Linked DNA regions of Mus musculus: all the other regions are linked to region 3. Evidence: chromatin contacts called from public HiChIP or PLAC-seq and promoter capture Hi-C data. All regions are on one chromosome and are shown on one strand. Each heading gives the region's core, a stretch centred on a gene start, on an enhancer-like site or on the middle of the called end of the contact. The rest is flanking DNA. Distances are from core to core; before and after follow the strand shown. Region 1 overlaps Prkd1 (protein kinase D1). Region 2 overlaps Prkd1 (protein kinase D1). Region 3 holds the start of 3110039M20Rik (RIKEN cDNA 3110039M20 gene).

Region 1 (2,761 bases), core at 143-2,642, 1.2 Mb after region 3:
GGCCATTTATAGTGTATCATTACAGTCTAAGATAAAACATTTTCAAATATGGGGTATGTGACAATTTCCCTCAAACAGTTTGGTAAGCTAATAATTTAGAAAAAGATAAATCTGAAATAGTAATGCCATTTTAGTCATAGAGCAGCATGTCCTATTCTGCAGTATTTTCTTCAAAAGTAATACTTTTATACTACAGCACTTCTGAAAGTACATAGAGAAATACTATGTGTAGTGGCTATTCCTGGTTGTCAACTTGACAATATTTGGAATGAACTACAATTCGGAATTGGAAGGCTCACCAGTGACCCTTATCTGGAGGCTTGGAGATCCTTATCTGGATCTTGGTTTGAAGATCTTGAGCCATAGTGGCTATGGATTCCAGAAGATTGAATCTCCGAGTTAAGGAACACACCTTTAATCTGGGCTATGCCTTTCATCTGGGATTAAAGGTGTGGTGGAACACACCTTTAATCTGGGCTACACCTTTTGCTGGAGACAATATAAGGACATTGGAAGAAGGGAGTCTAGCTCTAGCTCTTGCTCTTGCTCCTTCGCCTGCTTGCTGCGTGAGACTGAGTAACTGCTAGATCCTTGGACTTCCATTCACAGCTGTGACTGAACGATTGTTGGGAATTGAGCTGCCGACTGTAAGTCATCAATAAATTCCTTTATTATCTAGAGACTATCCATAAGTTCTGTGACTCTAGAGAACCCTGACTAATACACTATGTATGTGTGTATATATATATATATATGCATACACATATAATTTTAAATTAAAACAAATTGGTATAATCTAAAACTACAAATTGTTTCTTAATTTTACAAATTGCAAAATACTTCTTATTACTTCTGCAGTCAGAAATACATACAGATTTTCAATGTTGAAATTTACAATGTTACATTTATATGTAAATTTGCACATGTAAGCAAAAGAACTTGTATACTACTGACAGTGTCCATTAAATATAATAACACTGGAAGCATGCATTAGCAAAGAGGCTAGCACCTACTTTTTAAAAGGACTAAAGGCACGTGAGCTGTGTGCTGACGATGAAGTCTGAGGAAAAATCTACATGCCCCTTCAAGGACAGCATGACTTTTTCACACCAACACATTTATTTATGTGTGCTTTTGTCAACAAATATTACAAAATAGTTAATAAATAAACACATGCTGTTCAAGCATCAGAGTTCCTGATGGACAGACATGTAGCATCTATGTTCAGCCACCTCATGTGGCTATTAGTTTCCTAGAAGACCACACCGTCACTGGTCCAGCCCTGCCTTATTCACACAAGCAGATTACCAGCACTTATCAGAACAGAAGCACTGTTTACGATGCTCTTGTTGGTTTTGCTTTTAACTGAGCTGGCTGGGAACTTGACAAAATTGGCTTCCATCCCATCCAAATGATCTCACCATGATAGAAGCTGCCGAAACCTCCCTTTGATAACAGTACAGACATTGTTAAAATTCTCTTATAAATACGAAGGAGTTTCAAAGAAACAATAGTAAAGACTATATATTATCTGGATGCTGTTTTGAGCACAGGAGAAAAAAGAATCTGGCGATGCTGACCGTCATCCAGGAGGCTGAGTCACGATGTCTGATCAGGAAAGTGTTCCGAAGCTTAATTGATTAAGACAATTGAAATGTTCAAAGTGTAAAGTCATGTTTATGGTGCAGGGATGAAAACGTCTGCCAAGTCAGCACCTGCTAGTTTAAGTTCGCCTCACAGCTCACTAAGTACCAGTGAAGTGCACGTCCACAGAACACAGCTGAAAGCAAATATATACACTGTTTAAATACATTCATAAAAGGATAAATACTTCACAAATTTAATCACACCTTAATTGATGAATCAATTTTCTAGTTAAATGGAAAATGGACTACTGTTTTTCTCAAATAATTATCTCAGTTAAAAATGTTTAAGAATTATAGCTAGATGATAGACAGACTGACAGACGGACAGACAGACAAACAGACAGACAGATGTTTAAAATATACATTTCAATACATGTACCTAAATTCAAGTCTCGATTCTGACTGTTTCTAGGCAATCCTCTGTATGCTCAATTTTCAGACTTATAAACTAAGAGAAAAAGTAGGTATATACCTCTTAAATTCTTTTGCAAATTAAATGTATTAAATATCTAGGTAGGAACTTTAGAATGCTATTTGCTAAGTTAATATCTGATGTTAGCTATATTAAGAATAATAATCAATATAATTGACTATAATTAATACTAACTGCTACTGTTATTTTGAGCTATCAGAAGTAATTGCTGATGATGATAAGCCAATGGTCCCCTCAGGAGCTTATATGCTGAATTCAAATGGCATGGCTCCGATGAATTCTCACCCAAGGATCCAATGGGAGATTAACAAAGCCTAAAAGCTCTCTGCTATTATTTCTAGTTAAAGAGATGGTAAAATAAGGGTTGCTCACTTCTGACAACTCCATGTGTAAGATCATTCACCGAAAATACTCACACTTAGGATTTCAGTTACAAATTAGTTTAAAGAAAAAGCTAACAAATCGACAAAAAGCAACCACAGAGTCACTCTTCTAAGTTCCTTAACTGAACTCTGGATCTGCCAGGTGACTGATGGTGCTCCCTAAATGATTACTGAGGTGTGCAGTGCTGAACAGGAAGTGAGACCAACAACACTCACAATAAAAGAACACACTCTTTGGGGGGGGGGAAAAGACAAACTCTCTCTGGGAAGAAACGTAAGAAGACTATACTAGACAGTCA
Region 2 (2,700 bases), core at 55-2,554, 1.2 Mb after region 3:
TGCAATTGATGATCTTTATGCCCATAACTCTTGTTTTCCTTTGAAGGGATTACCATAAGGAATATCCTTACCCACCCACCCGCAAACTCTGAAGTTTGCCACCAGGCCCTACCTTCTCGATGGTCCTTCATGAGCATGGTTAGCTTACGGTTCTATAATTACCCACCCCTGTCTGCTGATTCTCCCTTCTCCTTATTATTACCAAGGTGGGGCAAAAATAAAGGCAATCAAGGGAAACCCTTGGCTCAGATTTCCTCCATATTTCATGAAATCCATCAAACAAATGCCCAGATTACATTTGACAGTAAGATGGGCAAGAGCGTACCTCTTCAGCTGGGGCCCCTTTCCCCAGCTCATTCATGGATGCCAAAATCAGAACCTACAGTTCGGGAGCTATGCACAGTTGCATCTTGTTTTGAGTTTTTGTTTGCAAACTGTCAGTAAGATCAGAATAAATTGCATGATATGCAGTCCAATATGTATATTTTTGAGCACATCTCAATGTATCCACCAAAAAAAAAAAAAAAATATTCATAGCTGCAGGTGTACAAAAAAAAGGCAGAATTATGGCTTGATTTGCCTTGATAAGCGTGGCAATTTTCTGTACACTTCTCATAAAGTGCTAATCAATTTCAGCTCAAAATAGATTGAAACACCCAACAGATTGCTGCCACAGTCCACAAATGTTTGTCATTCGTAAGCTGTGGCAATAACATGAATTCTGAGGGGTGGGGGTGGTGGGGAAACAGCAACTGAACTGTGCCTTGTAAAAGCTCCTTTCATTTGCTGTGTAATAATCCCTGAAGAAATGTTAAGAGTCATTTTGAAATCACATATGTCGGAAATTTCTATTCTCATCCCAAAACATCTCAAAGTAGGACGTATCACATAGTAACACTGTGCATCAACGGCAAATTTCACCGTATAGGGATTATATTTAGGATCGGATGTAATAATGATATTTAAGAACTATAGGGAACATATGCTGTGCATGGTGTTCCTCTAAGATATATTACAGGCACGGGCTCAATCACATGTAACTTGAAATTAGGTTGAGAAATTAATTTACCAGTATCTTTTACTATTAAAGGGGCTACCATCCTTTAGAATGTTTTGCCAATACTCCAGGCCCTCCATCCTTGCATTTCAGAAACACTTGGAGGTGCTAATGTTCATATCAAAGCACCTTTCTGATTAGCGATGCTCCTGCCATATGAATCACTCATCTGCCCAGGACGCCTTGCCAAATGTGAATGCCAAAGCTTTGCAGAGTGTCCTCGTCCTACCCGGGAAGCCACTGCTCAGCCCTAACCCAGGCTGCGCCTCTGTGAGTGTGAGCAACAGTGAGTAATGACATGTAGCTGGGCTATGGAGAGCTTGCCACAGAAAGCAGGAAATTCAATGAGAATAGATAACATTTCGAGTTTTCACACCTTCTTCCCTACTACAAAAGTGAAAATATAATTTTTAGGATAAAAACTACACGATTTGTCTTTAGGAAAAAAAAAAAAAAAAAAAAAAAGAGTACTTAAAAGTTGTGACTTTAAGCAACTTCTGTGATCACCATCTGCCAAAATAATTTATTGCCAAACTGAGAGACAGTAGAGTGTAGTAGATGCAGGCTCTGTAGTCAGAGTCAAATTGTTACATGATCTGCCATTTCACAGTGACTTGAAAGAACCTATCTGCCTTTGCTGGGAGTTTCATTCGTAGAGAGGCAAGCCTAAGCACAATTAACCCAGGACTACCCTGACGACTCAGTGAGATCCTGTGCCCAAAGCTCTTAGCAAAGCAGCTTCTGGTGAAATCTGAAGGAATCTCAGTCTCTTTCCCTGTCTCCCCAGGGCCCAGTGTGATAACCAGGGCTCTCTCCTGCCCCACATGACTCACCATCAGCTATGCTGGGTCTTCCTGGCACATACATTAACTCTTCCAAAAGACATGGTAATTCTTGCAAATCATTGTGTCCAACAGAGGCAAGGCCCCTCAGCCCTAGTTCACTACCTATTAATTCACTGCAAGTAAGACTTAAAAGATAACTTGTGAGGCATCTAAAGGCCTTTGATAGGTTTTCAGGAAGGGCGGAGGAAAAGGTTACTGAGTTCCTATCTCTACAGACTGAATTAGACGTGAGAGGAGAGGAAATTCATTTCGTCTACACAACTAAAACCCTAAACACACAATTCAGAAAAGGCACATTTTAAAACGCAACAACAAAAACACGTGGCATGGGCTGGAGAGAGGCTCAGCAGCACCGGTAGCTCTTCCAGAGGAACATCTCTGATCCCCAACATTTACATTGTGGCTCACGATCATCTGCAATTCCAGTTCCATGAGATCCAACAGACTCTTCTAGCCTTCATGGCACCAAGCAGACACACGGTACACAGATATAACATGCAGGCAAAACACACATACATACACACACACACACACACACACACAAGGAACTTGTTCTTCATGTGGAACTCTAAACAGTAGGAGCAGGGTCTGTCTCCGATTCCATTGGCTGCCTTTGGGGGCCTTTCCTACACACTGCTACTGTGCACACTGCACCTGTGCACACACTGCATCTGTGACCCACTGCATCTGTGCAAACACACTTTACCCATGCATACACTGCACCTGTGCACACACTTGTCTAGCCTCAATAGGTAGGAGGCCTCCCCATTTCTGTAGAGAAAAAGGAGAGGTGGATGG
Region 3 (2,700 bases), core at 64-2,563:
ACACACACACACACACACAGACACACACACACAAGTAAGGGGGGAGGCAGGGAATGTGGGCTTAGGCAAAGAAATCTTCATTGCATAGCTGAGAGACAAACAGGGAAAGGCCTACATTTAGATTGGAGGAAAAATAGGATGACTATTGCTTGCTTCTGCTATGGGCTTTATTTATGGAATAAGTATGTACTACCACGGAGGAAACACAGTATTAACTATCAAAAGTTGAAAGGAAAGCTGAATTCACATAGTAAAACTAATAGATCTAGATATTTAAGAAACATTTCGTTGGTGAGTGTTTGCTCTCTGGACAGCATAAATGAACACTCCATACTTATTTATAATTTTATAAAATGTTTATTTAAAATATAGAGAAATATAATTTCAATGGCAATATTTTTTGTACTTTCAAGTCCATAATGAAGTTGACTTTTTGTATTTATGGAACTAGATATTGGAGTACAAGTGTGCTTTAGCCCATGTCTAATTTACTAATATAGACGATGTGATTGGAAGTTTGTTTATTAGGCTTCCTAGACATAAGCAAGAATGAGTGTATATATATATATATATATATATAATTTGGTAGAGGCCTTTTTGAAGCCCAGTCTATGAACATATTTTATTTCATTAATTTTTATATGATTGACCCTCCCTCAGGATATCCTCTTTTAAAAATGACAATTTGCTATAGTATTGATACATTTAATTTTGCTTCAGACCTGTTACAGTGTTTTACTGTGTATTGTCACCAACTTTTTGCTGATTGCAGTAAGTTCAGTGCAGACAAACACTTCTAAAACTCTTTGGAGATTATTTTTGCGTAGACTTATATTGCTTAAAATGAAGTAAAGACTGACCTTTTTGAAAATGATCACGATTTAAAAATTAAAACTCCAAATTGTAATATTACAGATTTAGTATTTCAATTGACATAATTGGAAGTTAATGAAACTGTTAGTACATAAACACAAGGAAATGATTTAAAATGCAACAGACAGGGAATTTCTTCCAAATATTTTTTTCTGTAATTGCAATACTGGAAATCAAGTTAGTCTAAAACTGTTCTGTACAAGTGTCCTGATGATAGTGAAGGTAGTCTTCCCGTGTCTTCTATGGCTGGAATCATAGCAAGAGCAGAAAGGAAAAAAAATCTGTCCTGAAGTGTATTGATTATAATATGTATTCAAGTTGGTACATATTTCACCCCAAAGAGATGGGCACATAAAATATATTAGAAGTCTATATAAAATTTTGATTTTTACAACATGTATTTTCTACTTTGTCATTGAGGATTTTGCATGCATTGAAATAATTTTAATTTTGATAAATTAATTTTGTGAGTAGCTAATATAGTTGGTTCTTTTTAAGGCTAAAAGCCTGTTGGAGAATTAGGTTAACAAACGGTGACGGTGAAGATCATTGCAGGTTTCAGTGCTGGCTGAGATGGGTTGCTGAGGTTGTGTAACTGTGTCTAGAGGGGCGGGGTTCCTGTACATTCCTACTTCAGCAGATAACCCTGTCCCCAGCCATACTCCAGCTTCTCCCAGACAGACGGAAATCTCCAGAGGAAAATCTGCACAGCCCTTCTAAGAAGCAGGGTAGGTAAACATTGAGTTTTAAAATTTCCCCTCATTATACTTCTACTCAAGGCCGGATCCTGAAGTTACAAAAAGAGTAGTGGTCATCTAAATTCTCTTTAGCAACAATATGACTGAGTTCTTCCTACTGTAAGAGTTAAAGGGTGTTAGCGATCTTCCAGATAGCTGGAAAATCCATTTTCGATTTTTCTTTTGCTTCCAATTTCCCTCTTTTCTCTCACCCCAATTGCCCTGCTTTACCATTCCTCCAGGAACTCCTCCCCTAAGCTCCAATAGTTAAAACCAAGCTATCTTTTAGTTTCCAGCTCCTAAATTGGCCCTTTCCCCCACTCAGTTCTTGAAGACTTTGTCCAGGAAATGTAGGCCCAGGGGCGCTGGGCTGCGGAATATATGACGTAGTGTTATGTTTTGTCTTCCTCCCTCCCTCCCGATTTGGTGCCCCCACCCCACCCCCCAATCCAAGGTTCTGCTCGATGTTATCGGAAGGCTGCTGAGGACTTGAGAACTGTGAACACTCTCACCAGGAGATCGGTAAGTGAAAGTCTCCCTGCCGCACGTGGTGGTGGGTGGTTAGCGTGTCCCACAGGCTACTGTGGATGTACCCTTAAATCTAGACTCTTGGAGGCTTAAGTGTTCTTTTTTCCCACTTGGAAATTGTTCCAAGCGAGTAGATTCTCACAGCCATAGGTGGATGAATGCGTGATTTGTCCACGTGGGCAGAAATCATGGTGGCTGCCTAGGTAAAGAGGATTTAGATATTTCAAAGAAGGAAAAAAAGAAGATAAATTTATATGGAGAAGGCAATGGGATACTCTAGTATGTACAGAAGTGTAAGGTATTTCGTTTAATGGAGAAATTTCTGAATTTCATGGCTGCTTCAGAGAACAAGGAAATTTAATGTTCAAACCTGGGATCGTTGGCATAAAGACTTTTTTTTAATATCATTAAGAACCAATCTCTCTCTCTCTCTCTCTCTCTCTCTCTCTCTCTCTCTCTCTCTCTCTCTCTCTCTCTCTCCCTCTCTCTCTCTCTCATGCTTTCTTTTCTACTTTCACACTGGCATTGCCAGCCTCACCCAGTGCGGGCCCTCTTTCCTCAG

What was found. Promoter capture Hi-C pulls out the DNA fragments that hold promoters and counts their contacts. HiChIP or PLAC-seq counts read pairs in DNA pulled down with a chosen protein or histone mark.
Region 1: a contact with region 3 is called in a promoter capture Hi-C map of hippocampal neurons, with 4 times the contacts expected there. The contact joins the enhancer-like site here to the promoter of 3110039M20Rik in region 3. A contact is called at or near these places in 4 of 39 promoter capture datasets (the 3T3-L1 cell line, the C10 cell line, hippocampal neurons and 1 more) and 3 of 115 datasets of contacts at active chromatin or transcription factors (the NIH/3T3 cell line, forebrain and stem cell-derived neural progenitor cells).
Region 2: a contact with region 3 is called in an H3K27ac HiChIP or PLAC-seq map of SST interneurons, with 4 times the contacts expected there. The contact joins the enhancer-like site here to the promoter of 3110039M20Rik in region 3. A contact is called at or near these places in 2 of 39 promoter capture datasets (hippocampal neurons and stem cell-derived epiblast-like cells) and 6 of 115 datasets of contacts at active chromatin or transcription factors (SST interneurons, VIP interneurons, embryonic forebrain and 3 more).

Annotation. Positions count from the first base shown.
Region 1 is chr12:50,623,014-50,625,774 of GRCm38.p6, forward strand. All of the region lies in intron 1 of Prkd1 (protein kinase D1), which reads right to left. Among named protein-coding and RNA genes, the nearest start is that of Prkd1, 25 kb to the right of the region's middle. Within about 2 kb of position 1,393, at least 10 of the 459 cell types and tissues checked have an H3K27ac peak or open chromatin away from gene starts, as enhancers often do. A contact at or near this core is called in forebrain and hippocampal neurons, where this site is marked.
Region 2 is chr12:50,596,972-50,599,671 of GRCm38.p6, forward strand. The region is part of intron 1 of Prkd1 (protein kinase D1); the gene reads right to left. Among named protein-coding and RNA genes, the nearest start is that of Prkd1, 51 kb to the right of the region's middle. Within about 2 kb of position 1,305, at least 33 of the 459 cell types and tissues checked have an H3K27ac peak or open chromatin away from gene starts, as enhancers often do. A contact at or near this core is called in SST interneurons, VIP interneurons, forebrain and 1 more, where this site is marked.
Region 3 is chr12:49,388,339-49,391,038 of GRCm38.p6, forward strand. 3110039M20Rik (RIKEN cDNA 3110039M20 gene) reads left to right here and starts at 1,314. Exons shown (of 3, transcript NR_026733.1): 1 at 1,314-1,601; 2 at 2,065-2,132.